3 separate regions of the Sus scrofa genome follow, and all the other regions are linked to region 1. A link is a contact called in public targeted proximity ligation data. All regions are on one chromosome and are shown on one strand. The core of a region is the stretch at or near the end of the contact, and the rest is flanking DNA. Distances in the headings are between cores, read along the strand shown.

What was found.
Region 2: a targeted proximity ligation map of alveolar macrophages shows a contact between it and region 1. A contact is called at or near these places in 1 of 47 Hi-C or Micro-C datasets (embryonic fibroblasts) and 2 of 2 datasets of targeted methods (alveolar macrophages and skeletal muscle).
Region 3: a contact with region 1 is called in a targeted proximity ligation map of alveolar macrophages. A contact is called at or near these places in 3 of 47 Hi-C or Micro-C datasets (fetal heart ventricle, liver and skeletal muscle) and 1 of 2 datasets of targeted methods (alveolar macrophages).

The regions. Positions count from the first base shown.
Region 1 is chr4:35,697,987-35,703,127 of Sscrofa11.1, forward strand. No RefSeq gene overlaps it. Among named protein-coding and RNA genes, the nearest start is that of ZNF706, 68 kb to the right of the region's middle.
Region 2 is chr4:35,894,955-35,900,095 of Sscrofa11.1, forward strand. All of the region lies in intron 1 of LOC102160303 (a long non-coding RNA gene), which reads left to right. Among named protein-coding and RNA genes, the nearest start is that of YWHAZ, 82 kb to the right of the region's middle.
Region 3 is chr4:35,836,669-35,841,809 of Sscrofa11.1, forward strand. The region is part of intron 1 of LOC102160303 (a long non-coding RNA gene); the gene reads left to right. Among named protein-coding and RNA genes, the nearest start is that of ZNF706, 71 kb to the left of the region's middle.

The sequences.
Region 1 (5,141 bases), core at 1,050-3,549:
CCACAACGGGAGCTTCTCCCATCTCCAAACTTTAATAACCTAAACATACCTGCCAGTCTCTTTCACCTAGTGTGCTGACATTCACAGGTCCAGGGGATTCGGATTCTGACTGTTTTCAGAGGCCCTTATTCCCCCTCCCACAGGGAAGGAAGGAGCTATTGGAAAGCGAGGCCTCACAAACCACCTCAGAATGGTGTCCTCTTGGAAAGCCCTCCTGGAGATGGTTAGTGGCCATTTACATACGTTCTGCTCTGGGGAAAACCAGAGCGGGTATTTGTGGAAGGGTAGGAACAGGAATGTGGGGCCCCAAAGCAGAGCAAGTATATTCTTTTCTCCCCTGTGCGTGGAAATTTCCCCAAAACTGTAAGAGGCATTGAACAGATGTGCTTTGCTGTATGTGCAGATGTGGAACACATTTGCCATCCCCCTGGAGTCTCTCAGGCTCTCTGCTTTGACCAGGATCGGGCGTGAAGAGTCTGGCACAGGACTTCCCACTGTGGCTCAGCAGTAACCAACCCAACGAGTATCCGTCAGGATGCAGGTTCAATCCCTGGCCTCGCTCTTTGGGTTGGGGATCCAGCATGGATCCTGTGTTGCTGAGGCTGTAGGCCAGCAGCCGTAGCTCTGATTTGACCCCTAGCCTGGGAACTTCCATATGCTGTGGGTGCGGCCCTTAAAAAAAAAAAAAGCCTGGTACAGATCAACTTCCTTCCTCTTAGAACCCTGGCCTTGGGGGCCCTCATCTTCCAAACAAGCAGTCCAGCTACCTGGCTGGAGAGGCCAGGGATTGCTGGGAGAAGAGAGGCTTAACTGAGCACAGCTGTCCCTCCCAAGGCAGGTGTGTGAGCAGGCTGCCTCGCCTGGACCCTCCAGACCAGACCAGAGGCCACCTGAACACCACTGAATACTGCCTGCGTCTACCCCACAGACCACAGAGGAATCACCTGGCCACATCCTCCCTGAATTCCTGCCCCATGAAACTTAGATGTAAGAAAGTGATTGTAGTGTTAAACCTCTAGGTTTTGGAGTTCCCGTCGTGGTGCAGTGGTTAAGGAATCCGACTAGGAACCATGAGGTTGTGGGTTCGATCCCTGGCCTTGCTCAGTGGGTCAAGGATCCCGTGTTGCTGTGGCTCTGGCATAGGCCGGTGGCTACAGCTCTGATTAGACTCCCTAGCCTGGGAACTTCCATATGCTGCGGGAGCGGCCCTAGAAAAGACAAAAACAAAACAAAACAAAAAAAGCAAAAACCTCTAGGTTCCTTTCTTTCTTCTTCTTTTTTTTTAAGGGCTGCACTCAAGGCATATGGAAGTTCCCAGGCTGGGAACAGAATCGGAGCTGTAGCTGCCGGCCTACACCATAGCTACAGCAATGCCCAATCCTTGCCCGATCCTCCAGCAAGGCCAGAGATCGAACCTGCATCCTCATGGATATTAATCGGGTTCATTACCACTAAGCCACAACAGGAACGCCATCCTCTAGGTTTCACGGCACTCTGTGGTACAGCAGTAAATCGCTGGTGGAGAATCTGGTCACCACCACATCCATGGGGCTCTAGTCACTTTCCATTGGGTCTGAGGGTAGAAACTTTGGGGTCATGTGCCCACAAATCATCAGATGCTGTGGCCTTGGACCTCCCCTGTCCCCATAGTGATGAATCCATCTCAGAGTCATCTCTGAAGTGGGGACCGTGGAAATGATGAGTCACAGAGTAGTTCGTAGTGACAAATGGAATAAGAAGAGCTTTAATCCAATGTTATAGTCCACAGCGGTGGCTACAAGGGACAGTATTACCGGATAAATTAAATGAGAATGGCCACTCCTACTTGTTTTAATATTGTCTCCAAGTGTGGGTGTTGATTAATGGTCCAAAGTGATTTGATTTTGCATCATTAACACATTTTTAGCACTTAAGAGGGGAAAAAAGGACAAGGGAAAAGGAAAACAAATACTTTTTTTTTTTCCTCCCTGAGAGTTTGGGATCTGATGTGGTAATGCTGATGGATTATGTAATTGTGGATTATGTAATTTGTGGATAAATGTCTTCTCTTCCTGTCCTGAGCTGACCCTCATCTCTCCTGCTTTCTCTGATCCACGTGCAGTGTCCACCACAGTGGAATAAAAATATATTCTGTAGTCTTTGCTTGAGCCTGTGACTACTTATTTAAAACCAGTTGCCCTTCAGAAAGCGTGAGCCCGCCCCACACAAACGATTCAAGAGCCGGAGTGGAGTAAGTCTGCGTCTCGAGGGAAGACAGCGCACGCAATCAAGGAGTGAACTTGAGCCCAGAAAAACAGACAGCCCAGGCGATGCTGCAACACTGCCTTTGAAGCCATGTTGAGTTTAGTCTGTTCACAGTGAGGCCTGTAAGAGATCAGAAGCTGGAATCTGACGGTTGTCAGGAACCAGACCAGTGCAGCCTCTGGGACCTCGAGGCCTTTGGTTACATGATCTGGGAGTCTGTTTCTCCAGCACTGAGACAAAATCCACAAATGCACACACTTCTCTCTTGTAGAGGAAGATTCCTGGGCTCAGTGTCCAATTTTGAATTTTAAAAACTGGTTTGGAATTTCTATACATTTTTAGCCACATGAAAGGCTTTGCTCATGGTCGACCAGCCTACTCTGACTGAAAACAGATGAAACTGGGGCATTTGAAAGCAATTCCAGTCAGGCCTGTCGCTGCTCCACCTCCAAGGGACCAGGACTGCCCCTGCCCTGTGTGAGGAAGTGGATGAGGTCAGGGCCTCTGAGGGCGTTAGCTTTTCTGTGTCTGAGGTCTTTGCCTTTCCACTGGTAGGAGTGGCTCCAAGTGTGGGTAACAGGACCCGCCCGGTGTCAGGGTGCCATCTGCCCAAGAAGAGGCCCTTGTTGGAGTTTCCATCATGGCACGGTGGTTAATGAATCCAACTAGGAACCATGAGGTTGCGGGTTCGATCCCTGGCCTTGCTCAGTGGGTTAAGGATCCAGAGTTGCTGTGAGCTGTGGTGCAGGCTGAAGATGCGACTCGGATCCCGTGTTGCTGTGTCTGTGACGTAGGCCGGTGGCTACAGCTCCGACTGGACCCCTAGCCTGGGAACCTCCATATGCCACGGGTGTGGCCCTGGAAAAGGCAAAAAGGCAAAAATAAAAAATAAAAAGAAAGGGCCCTTATTGTGAGAGGACTCTGCTGTGCCCTGGGCCCTGTATTGGAGCTGGGGGGCCAAGAACTGAAGCCAGAGCCTGAGCTCCAGGCCAGTCCCGGGGCCTGCAGAGAAGGGAAATTGCAAATAGAGTGAACCACAGCGTGATCTTGCTTGTGTAGGCTGCGGAGTGGAAGGCTTCCTTTCTCTCAACAAAGGTGAAGTTTCTTGAGGTTGGATTTACTGACACCCAGTTGAGCACAGCCGAGAAAGAGCCAAGCCACGGAACCCAGGAGGCAACGGTGAAGTGGCCCAGAGGATGGCATGGGCGTGAACCTCCAAACCAGCCCTGAGGCTGGGAACTGGGGGAGTTCCCGTTGTGGCTTATCGGGTTAAGAACCCAACTAGGGAGTTCCCGTCGTGGCGCAGCGGAAATGAATCTGACTAGGACCCACAACATTTCGGGTTCGATCCCTGGCCTCAATCAGTGGGTGAAGGATCCAGCTTTGCCATGAGCTGTGGTGTAGGTCACAGACGTGGCTGGGACCTGGCGCTGCTGTGGCTCTGGCGTAGGCCAGCAGCAACAGCTCTAATTCAACCCCTAGCCTGGGACCTTCCTTATGCCGCGGGTGTGTCACTAAAAAAGACCAAAAAAAAAAAAAAAAGAACCCAACTAGTATCCATGAGGATCTGGGTTTGATCCCTGGCCTCATTCATGGGTTAAGGATCCGGCGTTTCTGTGAGCTGTGGTGTAGGTGGCAGACGTGGTTCAGATCCTGCGTTGCTGTGGCTGTGGTGTAGGCCAGCAGCTGTAGCTCCGATTGGACCCCTAGCCTGGGAACCTCCATATGCCAAACATGCGGCCCTAAAAAGAAAGAAAAATAAAGGGGGTGGGGAGGAACTGCAGACAGGCGCGCTTGGCTCAGCCACTTGCGTGTGCAGGCTCTCTGTCTGACCTCTCTAAGTTAGAGTTCCTCATTGAGAGAATGCTGACATCAGCATTTCCCTTTGGGGCGGTTTGATGCCTCCATGGGCAGAAGGCCTGTTGAAGGTCATAGTGGGGGAGGTGGAGCTGTGGCGGCAGAAGAAACAATGGAGCTGAAGCCATTCAGTACCAGCGCCCCTGGCAATGGGGTGAGTAGGGGCTCTGCACAAAGCTCCAGGCCCGCCCGACGACTGAGGGGCCCTGGTCTCTGCAGCGTCTCTCATGTCCTCAGCTGCGCAACAGGCAGGCAGCACTTGGGACACCAGGTCAGGGTTGGGCCGACACCCCTCTGGGCTCTGCCCCCAGATCTTACCCAATGCGGGCAGACATCCAGCAATTCAGGTTCCCAGGTTCTGTTGCTTTCCCACGTCTTCTTCATGTCCCCATCTGGCAAGATCTCATCCATTGAGACCAGTCAAATTTTGCCAAAGTTGAACTTTTAAATGAATATTTAGAAAGAAGATTAAGTAGCAGGACTTTATGTCCCTTTTTCTTTCCTTCTTTTTTTTTTTTTGTCTTTTGTGTACCAGAGCCACAGGAACACCAGATCCAAGTCGCGTCTGTGACCTACACCACAGCTCACGGCAACACCGGATCCTTAACCCACTGAGTGAGGCCAGGGATCAAACCCGTAACCTCATGGTTCCTAGTTGGATTCGTTTCCACTGCACCACAAAGGGAACTCTGTTTCTTTTTTCTTTTTAGAGCAGCACCTGTGGCATATGGAGGTTCCCAGGCTAGGGGTCAAATCGGAGCTTCAGCTGCTGGCCTACACCACAGCCACAGCCACAACAACACCAGATTCGAGCTACGTCTGCAACCTACACTGCAGCTCAGGGCACTGAGTGAGGTCAGGAATGGAACCTACATCCTCATGAATACTAGTCGTGTTCTTAACCCTCTGAGCCACAACAGGAACTCCTATGTCCAGTTTCTTCTTGCAGCTATTATTCAAAGTCACCAGTCCCCAAAATAAACTTGCTTTTTTGCTCTGAACCAAAAATTTCTCCTGCCAGACAAACAATGCACACATGG
Region 2 (5,141 bases), core at 1,962-4,461, 200 kb after region 1:
AAACCTTGTCATAGAAAGAGCAAGTGGGAACAGAGGAGGGTGACAGTGTGAAACTGTAAGGCTCTTCCTTCAAATCAGTAAAGTGAGGGGAGACCTGGGCAAATGCCTGACAAGGAGTGTGGGTCCAGTGGGGTTGGTGGGAGGCCAAGGGGCCGAGTGAAGAAGCTGCAGGGCAGGATTTGTGGAGGGTTTGTCTGGGGATGATGAACCCTAATGGGATGTGAGGCCTGAGCACAGGCATTCAGTGGGCTGTGCTTTCAGAAGAGACTAGAGGGGGAGTTCCTGTTGCGGCTCAGCGGTAACAAACCCAACTAGTGTCCATGAGATAGCAGGTTCCATCCCTGGCCTCACTCATTGGGCTAAGGATCTGGTGTTGCCCTGAACTGTGGTGTAGGTCTCAGACCTGGCTCGGATCCTGCATTGCTCTGGCTGTGGTATAGGCTGGCAGCTGCAGCTCCAATTCAACCCCTAGCTTGGGAACTTCCATATGCCATAGGTGTGGCCTTGGGGAAAAAAAAAAAAAAAGAAAGAAAGAAGAGGCTGGAAGGTAGAGAGTGGAGAACTGGGGAGGATGGACTATGAACACCAGGGAGTCAGGGTGAGGTTACAGCATCTCTCAGGGGCTTGCAAGCAGAGCAATTTCAGCTGGAAACCTAGGCACTCTGACAACCATTCCCAGGAAACTACAAAGAGAAAAGGAGTGAGTGAGAGCTCAGCCTCTGGTAAGGAAAGTAACTAAGGGAAATACTAAGAAAGACAAAATGCCCTATGAGTATGGGCTTAGAGCAGCCAGAGATAGGGAGAGAGGTGGGCAAGCCCAAGGAGAGACTCTACACCAGGCAGTAGACCGGCAGCTGCAGCTCCAATTCAATCCCTAGCCTGGGAACCTCCCTATACCACAGGTGTGACTCTAAAGAAAGAAAATAAAATAAAAAATAAACAACTAAATTAAAAAAATCACCATTTACCTTTTCATTTTAAAAGTTATAAAAGTATTTGTACTATTTAAAGTTACACAAATTGTATTTTATTTAATAAATGCATATTTTTAAAAATTTAAAAAACAACAACAAAAAAAGCCTCTACACCAGGCAGTGGAAGTCCCACCCACTGTGTGCCTAGAATCACCACACTGCCAAAGGAGAGTTTCCTGGCTTCGAAATTGGTCTCCTGGATATGCTGTGCTCCAGGGCAGACAGGCTGGGTGATTGGTGGGTACCACTAGGAAAGGGCAGGGGTCAGGTGAAAAAGCCTGGGGCTCAGCCTTTGCAAGAGAAGCATCCATGGCTAATATTTCAGGTGGTACCAGCAATGAGCCAGAAGTCCTGAGAACTCAGAGGCACCTTCCGGGTGGGGGGCTGCCCCCAAGCAGCTCTTCAGCACAGCTCCCTTTGAGGCTCCCACAGACAATCTTTCTCAAGTATTCATTCAGTACTTGCCCGGGGGGTGTCTACTGCATGTTGGGCACTTTGCTAAGAGACGTAATGGCAAGTAAAGCACCATCTGCCCCGTCTGTGGTCTCATGGGAGAGGTGGACACACACACACAAGCCAGCCTCACGTATGCTCTGGCAGACCAGGGCAATGCAGCTTGTGGAGGCGCAGTGGGCGGGGCCTCGCTTGTGGAGATGCAGTGGGCGGGGCCAGATTTGGGCTGTTGGGAAGGCTTCTTAGCAAAAATAACTCCAGCCGATTGGGGTCCCTCAGAGAATGACCTTCCCTGAGCACACATGTCCCCGGATGGGGTGGATAGCTCTCCTCTGCAGAAGAAGCCTCGGGCTAACAGGCTGGACTTGCAGGTAAAGGAGGAGACTATGAAACTAAGAGTGATCGCTTTCTTCCTCCTGGTTGTTCTGACCCAGACAGTCAAATTCCTGCATAGCTACACCTTGGAAGTAATGCATGTGCACATTCTAAGCCAGGGATAGAAGCTCCGCCTGATAGAATCCGTGCTCACCCTTTTGTTGCTGACTTGTGTATTAGCTCTTAGCTGAAGGTCAGCATTTTTTGATACCATCTTCTATGCTGAACTCTTCCTCCTCCCTTTAACTCCTTTAAGGATCTCAAATCTTCCCAGCAGCCTTATTCAATATTTATATGTTCTGGATGCAGTGAGGCTGCTTTGATCTGCAGTGAGTTAGGACTGGAGATCATCAGAGCTTGGCCCTCAGCAGCTTTCTCTTGGCTGCTGTTCCCCAAGCGTGCCCCTCCCCCAGGGGTCCCCGAGAGCCCTGCAGGGTGAAAACACTCAGTCTTTGCTGCCACTGGGCACAAGTAGAGTTCTGCCAACCACCTTCAGAGAGTGCTGCCATTTTCTTATTTAAAGCCCAGAGATTAACACTTCTTCTTTTTTTTTTTTTTTTTCCCAATTTTTAGGGCCAAATGTGTGGCATATGGAAGTTCCCAGGCTAGGGGTAGAATTGGAGCTGCAGTTGCCAGCCTAGGCCATAGCCAGAGCAAAGCCAGATCCAAATCACGTCTGTGACCTACACTGCAGCTCACAGAAACACCAGATCTTTAACCCACTGAGTGAGGCTGGGGATTGAACCTGCATCCTCAGAGATGCTAGTCGGGTTCTTAACCCACTGAGCTGCAATGGCAACTCCAAGTCTTTTTTTTTTTTTTTTTTTTTTTTATTGTGACCTGTTAGCAGAAGCAAGAGTCAGTAAAACTTCAATGGGCAGCCTACTGCAGTAGGGCCAGCACATGCAGGAAAGAGCATATGGGCTGGAATTGCTCTTTTTTCCCTTGCAACTTCGAGTTCTTGAGGCCAGGCCGCCTGTTTTCTTTTCATCCAAGGAATCAGTGAAATGGCAGAACCTGTGTGTGCGATTTGTCCTCTCCCACAGGCATGCACCTCCACCAGGATGCTAGGTAATGAAAGCACCTTTGGACTTGCTGCCTGGACCTTCAGTGAGATCCTGTCTCATTGGCCATTTCAGACATCCATACTGATTCACCTCTAGCACAGAGTGTCCCAGGTAATACTAACACTAAGTCCATTACTGTTGTTACAAAAAGAACGCTACTACCCAGGCTGCATCCAGGCAGCACCCTTCTAGGCCAGCTAGCTGTAGGACAGTATCAGCAACTGGGCCTCCTAGAAGGATGGGAGACTTTTGGCCACTGAATGGCCTGTCTCTCCATATTGGAGAAGTAACAGGGTAACATCACAAGTATGAGTCAGAGGATCCTTTTGTAGTTCATGAGCATGACAGTTGGGTGTTCACGTGGTTGTGTGACATGTGCCTCCTGCAAATCTTGTTACAACACTGGCACATTACCCGTCTGATGTTTAAAAAAAAGAAAAAAGTATGGGTCAGAGTTGGTAAATATAGCATAGCTATATTTACTTTCTCCCTCTCTTATGCAGACAGCACTACTAATCAATCATAATATTTGTTCCTTCTGAAAATATGTACCATCCTGGGAGCCATAGTTGCTGACACAGATCCTCAAGCTGCAGGGAAAGTGAAGGCAGACAGGAACAGTGATCTCCTTTCCTGGAAAGGTTAAGGTTTATAGCTAACAAAATCTCCAAGGGTCCTTGGCTGACGTTTTTATAATTAGGAGTTCAGGGCAATTCATTTTTTCTCATGGGGAGAAAAGCATTGAGCTGCTGGTTCATCGAGCAAATCTTGGCAGGCAAGAGCCTGGAGGGGCCTCCTTTCCAAGGAAGAGACCAGGAAGTAACAAACCTTGTCGGGTCCCAGAGGACTTGAGAACAGCTGGCAGCATTGCCTACATCCTGCAGGGTACAGATAACCAAGTATTTCCCACAACCCAACGGGGGCATGGAAGGAGCTGAGAAAAACAGGACCTGAGAGGTAGAGGGTCCCCCAAACTGGTTGTGGATGCTACCCTCAGAACAGATGCCCAAAGTAGATATTCAGGTGAGTTATAGAAAAATAAAGAATTTTTTTTTTTTGTCTTTTTGCCTCTTAGGGCCGCACCCACGGCATATGGAGGTTCCCAGGCTAGGGATCCAATTGGAACTGCAGCTGCCAGCCTATGCCCCAGCCACAGCAATGTGGGATCTGAGCCACATTTGCAATCTACACCACAGCTCATGGCAACACTGGATCCTTAACCCACTGAAGGAGGCCAGGGATCCAACCCACGTCCTCATGGATGCTAGTTGGGTTCACTAACCCCGAGCCACGATGGGAACCCCCAAAATAAAGAATTTTAGACTACCGGCACCTTTAAGCTCCTATCCTTAGAACTCAGCTAATTTAAGGATGAGTTTGTCAAGCCCTTGTTCTCCAGGGCCCACAGTTTATCTAGGGGATAGAAAAGCAAATGAGCCATTAGGATGTGACACCCTCAGTGGAAAGGGGTAGTAAATGATATGAAAGCTCCTTGTAACATATACCACTACTATATATAAAACAGTTAACCAACAAGGACCTACTGTATAGCACAGGGAACTATACTGAATATTTTATAACCTACAGGGAAAAGAATCTGAAAAAGAACATATATCTATATATATATCTATATATATCAAAGATATATATATCTATATATCTATATATATCACTTTGCAATACATCTGAACCTAGCACAATATTCTAACTCAACTATACTTCAATTAAGGAAAAAAGGAAAGTTCCTTGTACAGAAAACCGTTTTATGAGACTCCTCCCATCTCCTGTCTCACCTTTGGGATGTGTATTGGTTATCAATTGCTGTGTACCAAATTACCTCAAAACTTAATAGCTTAAAACAATAAACATTTATTAATCTAAGGTGCCAATGGGTTAGGAATTTGGGAATGGCTTGACTGAGTGGTTCTGGCTCAGAGTCTCTCAGGCAGTTGTAGTCAAAACATTGTCAGGGCTGTGGTCCCTTGGAGGTTTGATTGGGGTGGCTCTTTCAGAGGACTGTCAAATGCTGCTTGTGGGCAGGAGGCCTCAGTTCCTCACCATGTGGGCATCTCCCTTGGGCTACTTGAGTGTCCTTACAACATGGGAACCGGTTTCCCCCAGAATAACTGATCTGAGAGAAAGAACAAGAATGAAACCACCTTCTGGTCATAAGAAGCAACTTGCTAAATTCAGGCCATAATCTAGGGGAGAGAATTAATCGCTAGCTCTGAGAGGGAGGAGTATCCCATAATTTGCAGACAATTTATTTTTT
Region 3 (5,141 bases), core at 878-3,377, 140 kb after region 1:
CACAATCCAATTTTGTAGGACTTCATCCTACAAGCCGAGCGCATTCCCCCACCCCCCAAACTGTCTCCTTTGGAGACCATAAGTTTTTCAAAGTCTGTGAGTCAGTATCTGTTCTGCAAAAGTTCAGTCTGTCCTTTTTCAGATTCCACATGTCAGTGAAAGCATTTGATGTTGGTGTCTCATTGTATGGCTGACTTCACTTAGCATGATAATTTCTAGGTCCATCCATGTTGCTAAAAATGCCGGTATTTTATTCCTTTTAATGGCTGAGTAACATTCCATTGTGTATATGTAGAAGAAAGTTTATTTAAAAAAAAAATCCTATGCCCTAGAAAAGGCAAAATAAAATAAAATAAATAAATAAATAAAATAAAAAATCCTACCCACCAAGCTGTCCATCAGAGTTACATTGAAAGCCCATGGTTTAGGGAGTTCCCGTGTGGCTCAGTGGTTAACGAATTCGACTAGGAACCATGAGGTTGCGGGTTCGATCCCTGGCCTTGCTCAGTGGGTTAAGGATCCAGTGTTGCCATGAGTTGTGGTGTAGGTCACAGATGTAGCTCGGATCCCGCGTTGCTGTGGCTCTGGCGTAGGCCGGTGGCTACAGCTCCGATTCGACCCCTAGCCTGGGAACCTCCATATACTGTGGGAGCGGCCTAAGAAATGCCCATGGTTTAAAAGAAAAGAGAATTACAATCTCAAACATTAACAAGAGAATCCCAAACGTGCCTTGCATTTGGGAAGAGCCTGATGGAGCATCCACAGATCTCATGACACACACAATCTTATTGCACATGGTCCCCACCACTGGTCTCAAACAAAGCAGTAAGATTTAATGCAAAACCTCTGTCTTCCAGCCCCTTCACTGGGCCCCCAAATGAGACATATACGGGCTAAAGTTTCAGGAGAGCAAGACCAAGAGTGGAGCTCACCACCAGTAGGAATGGTCCCACTGCCCTCCTCAGGGCTCTCACATGGACCTTCCTTGCCACTGCCCCATCTCTCCAGCTCCCCCAACTCACACCTGCCTCCTGCCTTTATACCCCTTCTCCCCTTCATGTGAGTGTTTTGGCTTCGACCCCAGTTCTCCTAACAGGAAGGAGAGCAGGGAAGTGGGAACCTGAACGGACCGCCTTCTGCTTCTGCCAATCCCTGGCCGAATCAGCCATGAGGGTCACTGGAGAGCCAAGCCATCCTAACACAGGGGACCTTCTCTGAACACTCACTGAGTGCTAGGTGCCTTCTGTACATCATCTCATGTCACCCTCACCAGAAACTCGAGAGTATCAAGCCCTCACATACAAAGAAACAAGATCCAGTTTCACCAAGCTAGAAGTGGCAGAGGTGAGATTCAAACCCCTACCTGCTCCAAAGCCCATGTCTTCCCTATCACAATACAAGAGAAAAGGTAAAGGGACACGGAGCATTTATTGTCGTGCAGCCTCAGCAGCACCTGGGAGCTTGTTAGAAATGCAGTCTCTCAGGCCCCTGCCGGGCCTTCTGAGAGGGAATCTGAACTTTAACAAGATTCCAGGCAATTTCGATGCCGTTTAAAGTTTGAGAAACCCGCCTCTGCATCCGTGGTTCGGGATTCGCAGCCCAGGCTGTACACAGGAATCATCTGGATAGCTTTGCACTAATGCCAATGCCCGGGGCCCACATCTGTGGTTCTGATTTAACTGTCCAGTTTATTAAAAGCTCCCCAGGTGATTCCAATGGGCAGCAACCTTTGAGAACCACTAGCAGAAGAAAAGGGACAGTTGACAGCTGTGGAGTCTGGGTGCCACTAGCTACTTGCCTGTCTTCCCAGGCAGAGGTTTGAGAGCAGCATCAGGGAGGCCCAGTAATAGGACAGAGACAGACTGGCTTTCCTGCCCGCCGGCGCGAGCGCGGTTAGACAGACATCGCCTGTGGAGGGACGCGGGGTAGGGGCTCCTGCTCTGGAAGCCCAGCAGTCTGGGTGCCAGAAACGCAGGGGGAGCGAGTTCGCCGGGCTCCGCCCGCGCCTTGAGTGGGGCTGGGAGAACGGGTGCAGCGCGCAGGCGCAGAGGCGGGGCGGGACCAGGCGGCGGCCCGCTCGGTTCCGGCGGGTAGGGGTGACTCAGAGGGCGGGGGCCGCAGCCTGCTCTCGCCCCCGCCCCCACCGGGCCGGCAACGGCCGCCTCCAGGGCCGCCTCCGGAAGGGGTGGGGCCGGGCAGCCCGGCAGCAGGCAGGTGGGCAGGTGCGCCGCCGCCCGGGGAGTGCGCATTCGAGCTCTTTGTTGATCAAACCCGCCCAGCCCCGGGACTGGGCGCGAGCCCCCGGAGCTGAGTCATGGCCGCCTGCTGGGTGCACGGCCACATGGCCCCCCACCACGTGCATCCCTTTCCTGAAGCTGGTTTGTTTCATGAGGCCGCCAAAAAGTCAGAAACCAGGGAGAGGTGGCTTCTGTTCTAAAAAGCCCTTTACTCGTAATTCATAAGCAAGGTCACTCCAGCACTCACACAGCGCTGAGCGAGAGGCACCGTCCCTGAGGATGCCACCTCCAGGAGGATCGTGATTTTGAGGCTTGAGGCAAAGCTCCCAGATAGACCCATCGTGACACGGTCAGGAAGATTCCTCTATAGCTGCCCCATGTCCCCACACCTGCCTGGGGTATGGGCTGAGAAAGCGGGCCTAGGGTCACCTGGAGAACTTGTCAGAAATGCACATCCGCCAGCCTTGTTGGCAGAGCCTGAGATTCAACAGAACCAGCTACAGCTGTGGAATCTGCATTTTAACAAGGGTCCTGACGTTTTCTAAGCAGGTGCTTGGTAGACTTGACTTTGAGAGTCACTGATTTTGAGGAGGTTCCCCCTGAGCTTAGATGCCTTAACTACAAATGGGTCCCCACTGAAGGATCATGAGTTGAGTTTGCAAGGAGGCACAACTAGCAGTTGGCAGAAGGAGTCAGGTCAGGGTCACCAGGCCTCCACACCTGTGTTTAATTTATGTGCACGGGCTAAACCTGCATTGCAGCCGTCCTCAAGGAGTTTCTAGGAGTTCCCGTTGTGGCTCAGTGGTTAACGAATCTGACTAGGAACCATGAGGTTGAGGGTTCGATCCCTGACCTCGCTCAGTGGGTTGAGTCTGGCGTTGCCATGAGCTGTGGTGTAGGTTGTAGACGCGGCTTGGATCCCGTGTTGCTGTGGCTTCATGTTGCTGTGGCCCTGGTGTAGGCCTGCGGCTACAGCTCCAATTCAACCCCTAGCCTGGGAACCTCCTTGTGCCGCAGAAGCGGCCGTAGAAATGGCAAAAAGACAGAAAAAAAAAAAAAAAGGCGCTTCTAAACCCATCCTTTCTACTTTGGTGGTACTGAGTACAAGCGGAAACAAGCAGTATTAGCTGGCATTTTCACACCACTTGATTTTCTCGGGAGGATGTTTCATCATGGTAAGTGGACTTGGGTATATGCACTGTAGCTTAAGCCTATCTGCCGCTAATGGGCCTGGACCCCCAGAAGAGTCTATTATGTCTAATGTCATGTCGAATGAATTTTTATATAATCTCTGCTTTAAAAGCTGCTAGTCTAGCAAAAGAGGATAGAGAAAAAAAATCACTGGAAATTGGGTTTAAGAACAAATTTATCCCCTTGCTTGGGAAATGTCATCTTATTCTGTTAACTGCTCCTAAAAAGAAAAAAATGAGTGAATAAATTATATTCTCAACAATTTGTTTGAAGTGTGGGTATGTGACTCTAAAAACAGACAGCCCTGGCTTAAATCTCAGCTTTTCCACTTACTGGCTGGTAACCTTTGTCAAGTTCTTTCCTCTTTGTGCCTCAGTTTCCTTATCTGAAACACGAGAGTTGCAAATATTTATTTTACACTTAGTACAGCCAGATATTGTACGACAAGGTTTGCGGGTGTTATTTTATGTGATCCCCACTTTACGAATGAAGAAACTGAGGCTCAGGGCAGTTAAGTCCCAAGGTGGCCCCCTCTCCATCCAGGCTTGTTCCCCCCAGCCCCTGCCTCTTCATTGCCTCCTGGTTCCTGATTAGGCGAATCAGCTATTAGCCAGGCGGATTCTCATGAATGCGTCATAGTGACTAATATTGTTTTGAGCAGTTACAATGTGCCATGAACTAGTGTAAACACTTTACTTGAATTAACTCATGTAATTCTTACCAATCATTCCATGACATGAGAATTAGTATCAACATCTCCAGCTCTCAGGGTAAGAAATTAAAACAGATATTGAGAGATTTAACCCAGGATCACACTACTAGGAGGGGGCAAAGCCAGAACATGGTAATCTGGCTCTTAGACCTGGGTATCAACATGCTACACTGTACTGGCAGTGTCTGTATTACATAAGTAGTATGTACTGATCCACCAGTGCAGTGATGCTGGGATTCTTCCTACCCATCAGCACCCCGCCTCTGAGTGCAGGGGCTCCTTCTCTACTGCAGAGCTGGTGACTCTTCTGGGCCTTTGAAAACTGGTGTGTATGTGGGACACTTAGAGAGGCTTTAGAAAAGACTTGAGCACAGGCAAGCATCTGACCCACCGGTGACTCCGGGCAGCCTTCAACAGAGGCCCATTGAAAGTGAGGCCTGGATATGGATATGGCTCCCTGCCCAGGGGCTGGCATGCCACCTGCCTGCAAGGGAATGGTTTGCAGGCTTAACCTCACTTGTTGACTGGTTTCCGCATGGCAGCCTGGCACTGGGCCGTGCAGAGGTGTCCTCGCTATCACACTAGTCTGGAAATATGGGCATTAAGTGCAATTCTGGTGAAGTGTCAGATGTAAATATGGAGCATGTTATGTAGAGGAGCAGGTAAATGGAGGAAAGGTGATCCTTGTTATAAAGTGGCAAAGAACTTGGCTGAACTGTGTTTTAGTGTTTTATGGAAGGTAGAATGTGTGGGCCTTAGTATTGGATGTTTGGCTGAGGAGATTTCTGAGCAGTATTGAAGGAACAGCTTGGTTTTTCCTGGCTCCTTAGAGTAAAATGCAAAAGGAGAGAGAGGAATTGAAGAACTGTTAAGCACAAAGGAACCAGAACTTGGAGCTTTGGGAAATTGTCTGCCATATTGCAAAAAAAAAAAAAAAAAATGAGAAAGTTTATTCTGAATAGAACTCGAAGGGTGTGGCTGAACAACCATTTCATAAAGAG